3 separate regions of the Rattus norvegicus genome follow, and all the other regions are linked to region 2. Evidence: chromatin contacts called from public Hi-C data. All regions are on one chromosome and are shown on one strand. Each heading gives the region's core, a stretch centred on a gene start, on an enhancer-like site or on the middle of the called end of the contact. The rest is flanking DNA. Distances are from core to core; before and after follow the strand shown. Region 1 holds the start of Srsf5 (serine and arginine rich splicing factor 5). Region 2 holds the start of Susd6 (sushi domain containing 6). Region 3 holds the start of Slc10a1 (solute carrier family 10 member 1).

The links. A called contact is a pair of places that touch in the nucleus more often than the background predicts.
Region 1: a contact with region 2 is called in a Hi-C map of mammary epithelial cells, with 1.9 times the contacts expected there. The contact joins the promoter of Srsf5 here to the promoter of Susd6 in region 2. A contact is called at or near these places in 3 of 12 Hi-C or Micro-C datasets (the A7r5 cell line, frontal cortex and mammary epithelial cells).
Region 3: a Hi-C map of liver shows a contact between it and region 2, with 4 times the contacts expected there. The contact joins the promoter of Slc10a1 here to the promoter of Susd6 in region 2. A contact is called at or near these places in 2 of 12 Hi-C or Micro-C datasets (the A7r5 cell line and liver).

What each region holds. Positions count from the first base shown.
Region 1 is chr6:106,334,415-106,338,767 of GRCr8, forward strand. It overlaps Srsf5 (serine and arginine rich splicing factor 5), which reads left to right and starts at 2,342. Exons shown (of 8, transcript NM_019257.3): 1 at 2,342-2,465; 2 at 3,335-3,479; 3 at 3,877-3,947; 4 at 4,054-4,152; 5 at 4,333-4,353. The coding sequence starts at 3,354.
Region 2 is chr6:106,167,537-106,171,727 of GRCr8, forward strand. It overlaps Susd6 (sushi domain containing 6), which reads left to right and starts at 1,591. Exons shown (of 6, transcript NM_001398930.1): 1 at 1,591-1,813.
Region 3 is chr6:106,356,006-106,360,269 of GRCr8, forward strand. Slc10a1 (solute carrier family 10 member 1) reads right to left here and starts at 1,939. Exons shown (of 5, transcript NM_017047.2): 1 at 1,463-1,939. The coding sequence starts at 1,818.

The sequences.
Region 1 (4,353 bases), core at 1,092-3,591, 170 kb after region 2:
TGACTCCCTGAGAAGCCCCCTGAAGGTGGTCAACAGCTGCTCTGAGTCAACGAGGGAATGACCAACCTGGAGAAAGCAGTTTGACCGTGATCAGAGAGGACCAACATCAAATAATGTGATCTACAGTTGACAGGAATGAAATGTCTGTGTTGCATGACTCTAGAGACATTGGTATTTAAAACATCATGTAGAGATTTTTAATAATGAAAGAAATCAGTATTTAACAAGTAAAAGATAGACCTATATAGATTCAGAGACAGAATCAATCTCTTTCTCTCTCTCCCAGACAGGGTTCCACAATATGGCTCTGGCTGATCTTGAACTTACTATTTAGAGCTGGCCACCTCCTCCCTCTACTACCAAACACTGGGATTAAAAACATCCCTATCCACCAGGCCTGGCTACTGTAAGCTTTCTTATCAACTCCTTACAGCTTCAGGGAGGGTGTGGCCTCAGGTCTGTGATGGATAATAAATGTTCTCTTAATCTGTGATCTCTGCATCTCTTCTCTACTAAATATCCATTATTTGTTTGAATGTCTTTGGAAAGGGTGCCCTTGCACCTAAAGAATGACATGGGAAAAATATTTATCCAAAAGCAGGTATATAGATAGTTACTCCCTCTTCCCCCAGACATTTCTGGTACGATACAAAGTTTTTTTAGTGTACATGATGTGTGTCTTTTTACATGCATGTGGAATCAAGTGTGTGTGTGGGGGGCGGCAGAGGTTAAGCTCCCTTGTCTTTCTCAGTCACTCTCCATCTTATATATTAGGGTCTTTCACTTGTTCTCAGATGTCATTGATTCTCCTAGTCCAGCTAGCCAGTGGCTCCTGAACACCATGCTGGGCTTACAGGTGGACTTCCATGCTGGCCTGGCACTTAAGTAGGTGCTGGGATTCAAACTCCTGCCGAATCAGCATCCTTTTTAACTCCCAAGCCTTCTCTAGTGAGCTCTTAAACATTTTATTTATCAAATGTATATTTTGTCTTAAATCCATCTTTAATTCCTCACACCAAAGATAACTACGTGTTTTTCTTAATGGACCCACCGTTGCTGTTTTTATTTGCTTTAAAAAAACTGAATAGACAAGCTTATCCCATCTGAATGAGGTCAGACCCAGGGTTGGTCTTCTCCTTCCTGAGCTATCAGTTCATTTCTCTGTGACCCTATTCTAGGTACATCTCAAATCTAGATGATGCTTTGCATTACAGATAAAAACACTAAAGAGAAGTACCCTTTCCACAACTGTCTTTATCATCAGCGTTTCTAGACCTCCCAACTTCACTAAGGAAGGCTGGATAGAGTTACAGATGTGAAGGGCACCATTCCATTTCTGAATAACTGTTGACTTGGGGTTTTTTTTGTGTGTGTGTTTTTGTTGTTGTTGTTTGTTTGTTTGTTTTTGTTTCCTCGAAACAGGGTTTCCCTGGCTGTCCTGGGCTTTGTAGATTAGGCTGTCCTGGAACTCACAGGACATACTCCTGTCTCGGGCTCCGGAGAGCTGAGATTAATGGCAGACACCACCACCTGAACTTTGAGGCCTGGACAGAAAGGAATAGACAACGGCCAGTTGGACTTAGAAACAACTTGAAATCTTTCCCATCTAGCTGAGCCCAAGACTGGCCCTAGGGATTCAACCCAGGAGTGTTTTTACCCCCAGTCTCAATTTCATCAAGTAAAATCCCTCTGTTAGCTGAAAACAACTCAGTTTCTGAGGCTCATCAGAACTGTCACAGCACTGAGAGAGGAATTCAGTAGAGGCTCAAAGAACCCTCTCTCCTTTAAGCACATTGGTAAGAATAACTTGCAGAAGGGGACCAAAAAAAAAAAAAAAAAAAAAAAAAAAACAAAACAAAAAAAACCAAAAAACCAAAAAAAACCCCAAACAAAATCCATGGACTTGATGCTCAGGCTAGTAATCCTGTCACTCTGAAGGCGGGACAGATGGGAGTTCTAGCTCAAGGCTAGCCAGGGCTGCTGAGTGAGACAACATGAATTTTTAAAAGAAACAGGTGTTTTTGCAAAGCCTGGGCTTCTTTTACTTGGTAATCTTCGAGGGAGCTAAGAAAAATCTTTGGACACATCTTTTCGTATCCAAAGATGCTCCACGGTGTATCAGTCGCGCCAACGGAGCGACCGTCTCTAACCACCGCCCTCCCACTACCCACAGACCACCCACTGCTTTCGCAGGGGGTCACCCTAAGGAAACCCCGCCCCACTAGGACTTCCGGCTCCGCGGAAACTTCTGTTCTAGGCTCCAACGGGGCGGTACCCGGGCTTCTGGAGCCGCCCTGGAAGTGACGTAAGGACGCTCCTTCCATTTTGTGAACGTCCGAGCTGCTAAGTGCGTCAGTTGTGGAGAGACGTAGAGGAGTTGAGTTCGTGTGTGTAGGGAGGCAGACAGCTCCGACGCAGACTACGGACCTCTCCAGGTCTCAGCCGTCAAAGACCCTGTCCGGTAGGTGAGTGGCTCGCTTTGAGGGCAAGGCTTCTCGGATCGAGGCTTCTTCATGGCCGCTCGGGTCGCGAGCGGCCGGGGCTTCGCTCTTTGCGGAGGACGGCGTCTAACAGAGCGCAGTTGATTGAGGTGGGCGCTGGGGCACGTCTCCCTTTTGGTGTTGCTTGAGGGGACACAAGGCGGAAGGGCGGGCGTGGGGGAGGGCGTTTATAGAGGGAAGCAGCGCGCCCCTCCCCGCCACCCTTAGGTGGTTCTTATCCGGTCCTTATGCTTGTACGCTGGTATCCGGCCTTGCCCGAGGCTGCAGTTCCTTATTGGCCTGCAGGCTCGGCGCCCAGGGCCCGGTTTGCCCGCGGCTGAGGGGGGAGCTCGGCTCGCTCGCTCCTCCCCCGCCGCAGACTCGGCCGTCGCCATTTTGTGCTGCGAACGCGCCCGTCGCCGACTGCGCAAGCTCGGTTGTGGCGTCGCGAGATTCCGGCTTGTGACGCTCGGGGAGGCCGGGACGCGGGCGCGGCCGGCTGCCATTGGACAAGGCCTTGCAGAGGGCGGGGTCGGCTTCACCCGTATTTCTCCGCCTTTCCTTAACTGCGGCAGATGGGAGGGGGCCCGGGAGCCGGGAACGGAGCGCGGCTGCGCAGTGTAGAAAGGTGGCAAGTGGGCGTTGCGGTTGGTGTGGAACCTGGGAGGGGGTCGTTTGGGAAGTTGAGTGTAAACTTGAAGTTTGAATGTGGGAGTCTTGAACGACTTCAGAGGTCCATGGCGACCGTGTTAGTAGAGTTGGTAAAGGTTTTTGGTTCTCTTTGACTGCTTGACTGAACCTTTTCCCCCTGTGCCATTCATTGACATTGTCTTGATTGAATTACTGCCTAACAGGAAACACTAGCCGGGGATCATGAGTGGCTGTCGAGTGTTCATTGGGAGACTAAATCCCGCAGCGAGGGAGAAAGATGTGGAAAGATTCTTCAAGGGTTACGGACGGATCAGAGATATTGATTTGAAAAGAGGTTTTGGTTTTGTGGTAAGTACTTCCAACTGAGTTGAATTATCTGTCAAGATGTAGGTGACCTAGTGGTGGCGGCAGCGGCACATGCTTTAGTCTCTGGTGCTTGGGAGGCAGAGGCAGGGCCGATTCACAGAGAAGCCTTGTCTCTAAAAAAACCAAAGTGGGTAGAGCTTTTGTGATGAGCAATGATTTTTAAACTCACTTGAGTCCACTTGAATTTTTTTTCCCCCAGAAAGATGATGGATGTGGCCAAACGGCAGTGGGTTCTATTAAGAATTAAAAGTAACTGCTGGCTGGAGTTGATTCCCAGTCGCTCCTAGATTAGGCTTATCCAAACACTTTTCCATGATTTTAATATGCTGTAGAATGCATTTCCAAAAGCTCTACCCAGTGTCCAATTCCTACATTTTAGGAATTTGAGGACCCAAGGGATGCAGATGACGCTGTTTATGAACTTGATGGGAAGGAACTTTGCAGTGAAAGGTAAGCAAGATTGGTTCATAACTAGTTCTCCAGGGAAGTAGAGCAGACTGGACATTGGAGTAAGTGCTCCTGTGTGTAGTGTATTAATGCACTTTTCACCTCGTAGGGTTACTATTGAACATGCTCGGGCTCGGTCTCGAGGTGGAAGAGGTAGAGGACGATACTCCGACCGTTTTAGCAGTCGCAGACCTCGAAATGATAGACGGTATGTGGTTTGGCTGATGGGGCTTAGGATAGGACCCATTAGAATTAAATGGTTCTCAGACTAGTTTGTCTAGTTAGTCCACATGCTGAGAAACTTGATTGGTAGAAGTCTCTAGAATCACTGTTTTGGCTTAAACTTGTCACATAGCATCTGACATTGAATGCTTACTTTTTTCTTCAGAAATGCTCCACCTGTAAGAAC
Region 2 (4,191 bases), core at 341-2,840:
AGATCCTGCCAGGCTGATGTTTTCCAACCCCAATGGTCTGTCTGGGCAGGTGTAGCTCCCTCAGACTGGGTAAGTGGGCAGGATGCCAGGTGTCTGTTTTTCCCAGAGGACCAAAGGGAAAAAGGTAAGAAATGTATCAGGGGTTTCTCCTAGGCCCAAGGGGGAGAGCTTTCTTTTTCTTTTTTTTTTTTTTTTTTGGTTCTTTTTTTTTTTGGAGCTGGGGACCGAACCCAGGGCCTTGCGCTTCCTAGGCAAGCGCCCTACCACTGAGCTAAATCCCCAACCCCGGGTGAGAGCTTTCAAGAGTGGTCCTCTACCTGTGAGTTGGGACCGTGGAAGGGGCTGAACATGACCCTTTTCACAGGGGGCTCCTAAGTCCATCAGATAATATAGATCTTTACATTATGATTCATAATAGTGCCAAAATTACAGTCATGAAGTAGCAACAAAAAATGGTTTTATGGTTGGGAGTCTCCTCTCCACAACACAAGGAACTGTATGAAGGGGATCACAGCGTTAAGGTTGAGACCCACTGCTCTAGAGGATGGCTGTGTTGTTGTGGAGGTAAATCAGAGCACCTTTATGGGATGCTTTCTAGGTGAAAGGCCCTGAGGTGTAACTTTGTTCAAAGTTCATCTGGCAAAAGAAGAAGAAACAAAACAAAACAAATCCCAGCCCCCACCTCCATCCCAGTAGATCTTAGGTAGGGCACTTGCCTAGAAAAAAAGAAAAGGAGCTAACAGGCCTGCTTAACTTATGAACCACTGATTTTCAAGAAGGAGTGCTTCCATATTTATTGAGCACCTCTGAGGCAGGCCAAGTACAAAGATCTAGGCACAAAGAGTCTTACTTTCCACTCTCATGTGGCCACCCCTCTGTAGTGAGAGGTCACTGTTAAATAGATGCAGCTGGGCAGTGCTCACTTTGCTCACCCGGGGGTGCTCATCTTAATGTATTTAAAAGCCACTTAAGGAGGCCCAGAAGCAGAGCAAAGCTAGGAGCCCTCCCTGGAATGTCTGTTTCCTCAATTTGAGATCTGCCAGGTGCTTTGGACAGCGCAGACATAGCATTCAGGGACATCCATTAAAAAGGTTCCCGAAGCCCACCCCAGCTTTATAGATTCAAAATGGCCGGATCTACATTTCCACACCCCCTAAGCCCCGTCGGGGCACTTTTGAGGTAGCTAAGTTTACACACCTTAACCTAGAGTACTGGGGAGATAATAACCTGCTTCAGAGATAGGTCAAGTAAACGATTCAAGACCTAAATGGGCAACGTGTGTGGAAGAGGCTCTCAAATAGCAAATGACAGTAATTAAAACATCCAAACAATAACAGTAAAAGAACCGGAGGCTAACTAGAGTCAGTATTAAGCCAGAGCAGTACCAGCCACTGTCTCTTTAAGGTTCCCCCAGCAACCCCCCCCAGGGGCGTGCCAGACAAGGTCAGAGGCGCGTGCGCGTGACTCCTCGGGGCGGTCCCAGCGGCGCGACGCCTGCGCTTGTTGCGTGCGTGCCTGGCCCCGCCCAGGCCTCGTCCCAGCCCTTCCCCCTCCGCGGGGCCTCCCCCGCCCGCGCTGTACAGCTGGGCCAGTGACGCTGGCGCAGCCACCGCCGCGTTCCATCCTCTGGAGTCGGTCACAGCTCGCGTCCTCCTCCTCCCTCAGCGCCCGGCAGCGTGAGACAGACCAGGGCACGCGAGGCGTCGCGGGGACCCGACAAGGAGTGCAGGCGGGCGCGCGCAGCGGCGGAGCGAGTTTGGCGGCGCGGGAGCTGCTAGCGTTCCCTTCCCGGAGGTCTCGGCGCCGCTCCCGGGTGAGTTGTCACCGCCGCCCGGGCCGGAGGGCCGGCTTTGTGTCAGCAGCGCGCGGGGCCGGTTGTCAGGGCACGGGCGGGCACGCACTTCGTCAGGGACGCGGGCCTCTGCGCGACCGCCGGCTCCCGCTCCGGCCGGTGTCAGCGCTGCTAGCCGCGTTGGGCCGCTCCGAAGGCGGCGTGGCTGTACCGGTGCTGGTGCCGGAGACCGGAGGATCAGATCGGGCTTGGCTGAGCGCGCTTGCAAGGCGGAGGCCCTTTCGCCCAGCGAAGCGGCGGTTCCGCACAGCGGGACAGGCTTGGCTGAGGTGGGTTTCCTGAGGAAATCTTGCAGCCGCTCGCCTGTGCGCGTGAGCGTTCTGGAGCCCCAGCGCCTGGTCGCCTCTTCAGTCGCAAAAACTTTTCTTATTATGTGGACCGAAACTCGCCGAAGCCATTTCCTGTTTTGGTTTGTTTTTAGTGCAACTACATATATAGGCTTTCTTGTGAGACTGATGAACTTTCTTTCTTGTGAGACTGATGATCCCTCACGGGACAGCCAGCGGGTGGAAAAACTTACCTGTAACGGAATTGAGAGGGCAGCAAGGCCCAGGATCCTAAAGAAGCATCAAGTTCATTGGGAATTTAATGTTCGTTCAGCAGAGGCCTAATGTTGTTGCCGCACACTTCTATGGTGACAAGGCAGTATGCTGCCCTTTGTTGCTCTTGCTGATTGGGGTTTGAAGTGCTCTGTACAGAGAGGTGCGGAGGCATCCTTTTCGGTTGAGCCGTGGGTGTTTTCTCCCTTGTAGATCTGCAGTGTCTTGCCACTTTTCACAGTGATCAATTCGGCTTTTGGTGTTAGAATCCCTTTTGGTGTTAAAAAAAAAAATCTCTCTCACACACACACACACACACACACACACACACACACACACTTTTTTTGTGCTCTGGGAATTCGACACCCAGGCTGTCACCATCTAGTGCAGACTAGTAGAGACATGCCCTTGGCACTGACTTCTTAGTTTTCTGAGCTTTGCATTTTTCATTTCATTCAAGTACATAGGAGAACTGTCTTGAGTTGGAGGTTGATTCCTGTACTTCAGTAAAGGAATAATTTCATAGAGCAGCCATACTGTGAAAAACTTTTTTTTTTTTTTTTTTTTTGGTTCTTTTTTCCGGAGCTGGGGACCGAACCCAGGGCCTTGCGCTTCCTAGGTAAGCGCTCTACCACTGAGCTAAATCCCCAGCCCCGAAAAACTTCTTGAGGGTTTATTGTGTACCAAGCTAAATTTATTTAGCGTGTGTGAATTCGAGTGTGTGAGCTTGTACACACACACACACACACACACACACACACACACACCCCATGATGCTGGTGAGGAGGTCAAAGAACAAATTGCAGGAGCCAGTATTCTACCTCCCAGCGATTGAACTCTGGTACTCAGGTCTGGTGATGAGTGCTTCTACACACACTATCTCACTGGCCCAAGTTTCACTTTTGATCTCATTTAATAATATTTGAGGAAGGTGGATATTATCCTTATTTTTCCAGTTGAGGCAGAAGCTATGCAAGTTAAAATAATGTAAGACCACAAACGTAAGTTCTGGAGTGAAGGAGATCCTTCTCAGAGCACTGAGAGGCTGTTTCTTTAACTATAAGCACCCCTAACTCTAGTCATGGTAGGTTACACAATACAACTTGTTCACCTCTTTTTTTTTTTTTTTTTTTTTTTTAATTTCATGTCATACACAGTATTTGATAGTTGTTGCCTGGATTTATAGATACTGGGATGATTAAAACTGAAACCAGACAGATCTTCATGGTGCTCAACTTCTAAGTTAGTTTACTTTGGTTTATGGTAGTTTTCATTACCGTTTGCTGCTTAAGCAACTTGTACCTATTAAGTTAAAAGAAAGAACTGAGGGGTTGGGGATTTAGCTCAGCGGTAGAGCGCTTGCCTAGGAAGCACAAGGCCCTGGGTTCGGTCCCCAGCTCAGAAAAAAAAAAAAAAAAGAAAGAAAGAACAGTTACCCGTTTGAGATGGGATTCCTGTCTCCAGAGGGACTCTGGATATTGTAGTAGGAATGATAGACGAAAAAAGGTCCTCACCTACTGCTATAGAAAGGGCTCAGGGAATGTGGTCCTGAGAGCAAAGCCACCAGATGTCAGTTTGACTTGCTGCAGCTTCTCCAGAGCCAGCATGCAGGCTCACTGAAGAGAAAGCCAGGTAAAAAGGTGCTGCAGCCTGGCTGGGGGCAATACCTCAGCACTCTGTGGTTTCCTGGCTGGTCTCCATGGTATGGTGATTGAACTGGAGCTCTTATGTAATGATGCATCTTCTGACAGGGGATTTCCTCTGCTGTTTCTGGGGCCTCAGTTCCTGCTTTGCTGCTTC
Region 3 (4,264 bases), core at 689-3,188, 190 kb after region 2:
GACAGCTGGGATTGAAAGTCTGCCAGTGGGATCTGAGGCCTGGTTAATGTGTATGCGAATGACAGGTTTGCTTAGGAGGAAGAGGCTTTGGCAAACGGTGGCTGCACCAATGCTCCTGGTAGAGTCTGGGATCTAAAACCAAACACTGAGCACAGTGCAGGAGCCATCTCCTTGATCTTACAACAAGCTAGGTGCAGTGGGAGGCCTCCTAGGGCCTCCTAGTGGGGCTGATTAGAGAGGGGCATCATTAACAGCCACCAGTTGATGAGAATGTGATACTTGGTTACACTTAAAAACTTACCCGTTATCCTTCATGCTGTCCTATCGGCTGCTTCCACAGATACACAGATCCCCAGAGTGCCCCCTTTCTGACTAATGCGACTACGAATTCCTTCTGCACCAGAGCTGAGGTTTAACCTGGACATCTTGGAGACAGATAAGGCTTACAGGACAGCATGACTAATGTCTTGCCCCTCCTTCTAGTTGCCCTCATGCTGCCTTGCCTCATCAGGAGAGACTTCTTGGTTGGTTTTCCTTGTAAAGTTTAGTCACAGGCAAGGTGGCCACGGAACCAAGTAGATTGGCTTTGGGTTCCCTCCTTTACTTGACACTGAACGTCTCCACTGAGAGCAAGCCCAGAGGGAGACTGGCTTAAGTCCGAGGCTGTGTTTCTGTGGTGAGTTCAGCCATGGTGTGGGCTGCCCAAGCGAGCTGAGAGGGCCTTCTCTCCTGGGCATTCACTGCTGTTGGTTGCAGCTGTATGAAGGACAGATAATCCACCAAGCCTGAGGAGTCCGGCTCTTCAGAGTGAGACCTCACTGGTTTCTGGTCAGGATGTTCTAGGCTCAGGCTATTGTTAGCCTTTTCCCTGCTTGTTATACTGAGTGAAGCCCAGTCTAACCTGGGCAACTGCTGGGACCTCAATTCTACATGAGGTTTCTTTGGATGGCAATCTCACCACATCTGACACATCTGAAGGGTCTTAGCAGATACTCTGGATGCCCAGATACTGGAGAAAGAGCCTTTGGAATCTCTTCTCTGCAGGAATTTAAAATGTTTGTTTGGTTCCCAGTCACGTTGGCCTGCCTGGAGTGTTCTGGACCCATTATGGCCCCTTTTAGATTTTCAGTCTCAGAACTGATACACCATGTCACATTCAGCTGCCTGCAGTTCTGAGGTACTCTTTCATTGAAATCTCCTTTACAGTGGTCCTGTAGAGACTTCAGGGAGTTTAGGGGTGTCTAACCTACCTCTGGACCAGCTTAATGTTTTTTACTTGTGATTTTTAAAGCAAAGAAACTCCAGAGCCTGCCCCAACTTAGCATAAGCCTTTGGCATTCAACACCAACCTCAATCCAGCTCTTACACCCCCCTCTCCTAGCTCCGGCATAGATCTTCTCCAGATCATGACATCTTTGCAGCACCCCATGCCACACTGCTCCCTCCTAACCCTCTGTCCTACCTGAGGTTCATGTCCCCCTTCATGGCCAGGGTGAAGAGGTTGGACAAGTTCCCCCCGGGAGAGCAGCCACAGATGAGGATGGCCAGAGCTTCAATGTTGCTCAGGTGAAAGATCTTGCCGAGAAGAAAAGCAGCGAGGGGCATGATGCCAAACTGGGCCACCAAGGCAACGATCACCCCTTTGGGCTTCCACAAGTGAGCCTTGATCTTGCTGAATTCCATGGTGCAGCCCAGTGAGAGCATGATAAGCAGCAACATTAACACCAGGATGATGCTAAGCGCCTTGTCTGTGGCCCGGTGGCCAAAGCCAGGCGGCAGGGAGAAATTGAAAGGGGCTGATACGTTGTGCACCTCCATCCTCTGGCACAGCGAACACGGCCCTCGCTCTCTGCTGCTGTCCTTCCTTGCCCAGAGCTTGCTGGATGTTTTCTTCAGTCAGTCCCCTTTCAGGACAGAGTTTGTGGACAAAATGTGGCTGTGGGCAAATAAAAGATTAACCAGCAGAACCACAGTTGTGGTTATAAGAGCCCATAACCTTATGCCCCGGATCTCCTACCTTGCTCAAGTTTCCTGACCTCTGTGACTGCCTGGTGGCACTCATACCCAGCCCAGGGTTGACTCTTCCCCTTCTGCGCATACTTTCCTCATAGTGCTTCTGAGACCCACCCATGACCTGCAACAAAGCAGGTCTACTTTTCCCTTCAGTTCCTGCTTCAAGCTCGGTCTCTGAGGCTTCAGGCTGTTTCCTGAGTAAAGGTGCCTTCCCTATGCCCAGTGAGTCACCATCTGTTGTCAAGAGAAAGAGACTGTTTTGCCTTTGTTTTCCTCCTCTAAGTGGCAAAGGCTAGAGGGCCATGGGACAGGATGGGGGGATGCGGTGTTGCTGTCTTCAGGAGAGGATGTGGCCACGACTTTCTTCCTCTGACACCTTGTTTTGTGCCCATATCTGGAACGTACGTGTCCTGTTGGTGTTGGTATTGGTGTTGGTGGTGGGGCACCATGAATCCTTGAAAGACTTACTTATCTCCAGAGGGGGAAAAACTTTCTGAGGTGCACTGGGCTCTTGGAAGCCTGGAGACTATGCAAAGCACAGCTCACAGGAAGCTCCAGTTGTGAAGACCAACTAACTGGGGCCTGAGGTATCCATGGTATCGAGAAACTTTTGAGAAGGAGGTGAGGCTGTGTTAATCTTGAGATTTACCAGATAGGAAATTAATTCCACTATTTTGGGCCATATTTAAAGCAAGCTTTATTGACTGTTGAATACTGACCAGGACATGGGCTTCGGGCAGAACCAGATCCTGGAATGTTCCAGCTGAGTACCCCGAGGTACACATGTAGAGGGGTTTCTAAAGACTGATCTATGAACCACTTTCCCATGAGGCATTGTTATTTTTCCAAGAATGACAACTTCTGATCTTCTAGGAAGTTACCAGGTCCTTGGGCAGGTGGGGTGTGCACGCTCATTTTGGGCATTTCAGATGGGCAGTCTTTTCTTACGATGCTCCCAATGGCTTTATTTTTTTGCATGCTGCACCCTGTCCCTCACGATGGAAGCCAGGTGGGAGGCACACCTCAGCAGCAGCGTGAGAGAGGCAGGTACAGCCATCCTGGGCCTCACTCCCCCCCACTCACCTCAGCAGTGAGATAGAGTCGGTCTGTCAGATGTACAGTTTCCTCTCGGCTGTTGGGAACCCCTAGCCTTGTGGCCTTCTAATTGCTGAGATCTGGGATAATGCATAATCATTTTATTTTGGTCTTAACATGTAGCCCACATGGACTTGAACCTATGGTGCTCATGTCTCTTCCTTTCCCACGCAGAGTGAATAGGCTACTGTGGTTTGGGGTAGTGACAAGTTTGTGGCTTAGTGTTAATTACTTGGAAACAAGAGCTCCTTCACACTCTTGCTCTTGTAGGTTTGGTTCCCAGTATCCATGTTAGGAGGATTAAACCACCTGCAACTCCAACTTCAAGGGATCTGATCTTCTCTTCTGGCCTCCACAGGTACCCATACTAACACATGGTGCCTCCCCTCCCTTTCCCATACATATATTTAAGATAAACTAAAAAAGAAAAAAGAAAAGAAAGTGAGAGATTTCAGCAATGGCATTGGTGGCCTCTGGAACCATGTACAGATGAGGATTCAAATGTAGTCCACACAGACCAACATCACACCCATGAGGCAGCTGCTCCCCGGAGTTGTACGGTGCACAGCATGGACGCTGGCCCTAGGCAACATGAAACTTCCCTTGGAGAAGTTTCTGATCCCTTCTCCTTGGAGAGTCTCTGATGTGGATGTTTTCCTGATGTTTGAGTTGGACTGGGCTCAAGAGAAGGGCTGGCAGAGGGCTGGCAGAGGGCTGGGCAGTGTATGTGGATGCTAATTGTTGGAAGACGATGTGATTAAGGTAGCAGTCCACCATGTCTGGGTAGCTCTCCAAGCTTGATGCAAAATGGAGGAGTCCCTTTCTCAGAGGGGCTTCCCCCTTTCCTCTGACTTCATCTGGAGAGTGTCTCTGAGCAGGTGCCTGACATTATCTGGAGGACAACTCTGTTCAGAGCTTCCTGTAAACACTGCATGATTTCAGCACCTAAGTCCCCCTGAGCTTTTGCCGCTAAGTGATAATTAGGTGTCAATCAGCCCTCCTGCCTTAATGTAACCCTAAGAGCCCTTATCCTACCCCTGAAACAATAAAGTTGAGCTATGTCTTAGGGTTTTACTACTGGGAAGAGACACCATGACCAAGGCAACTCTTATAAGGACAACATTTAATTGGGGCTGGCTTACAGGTTCAGAGGTTC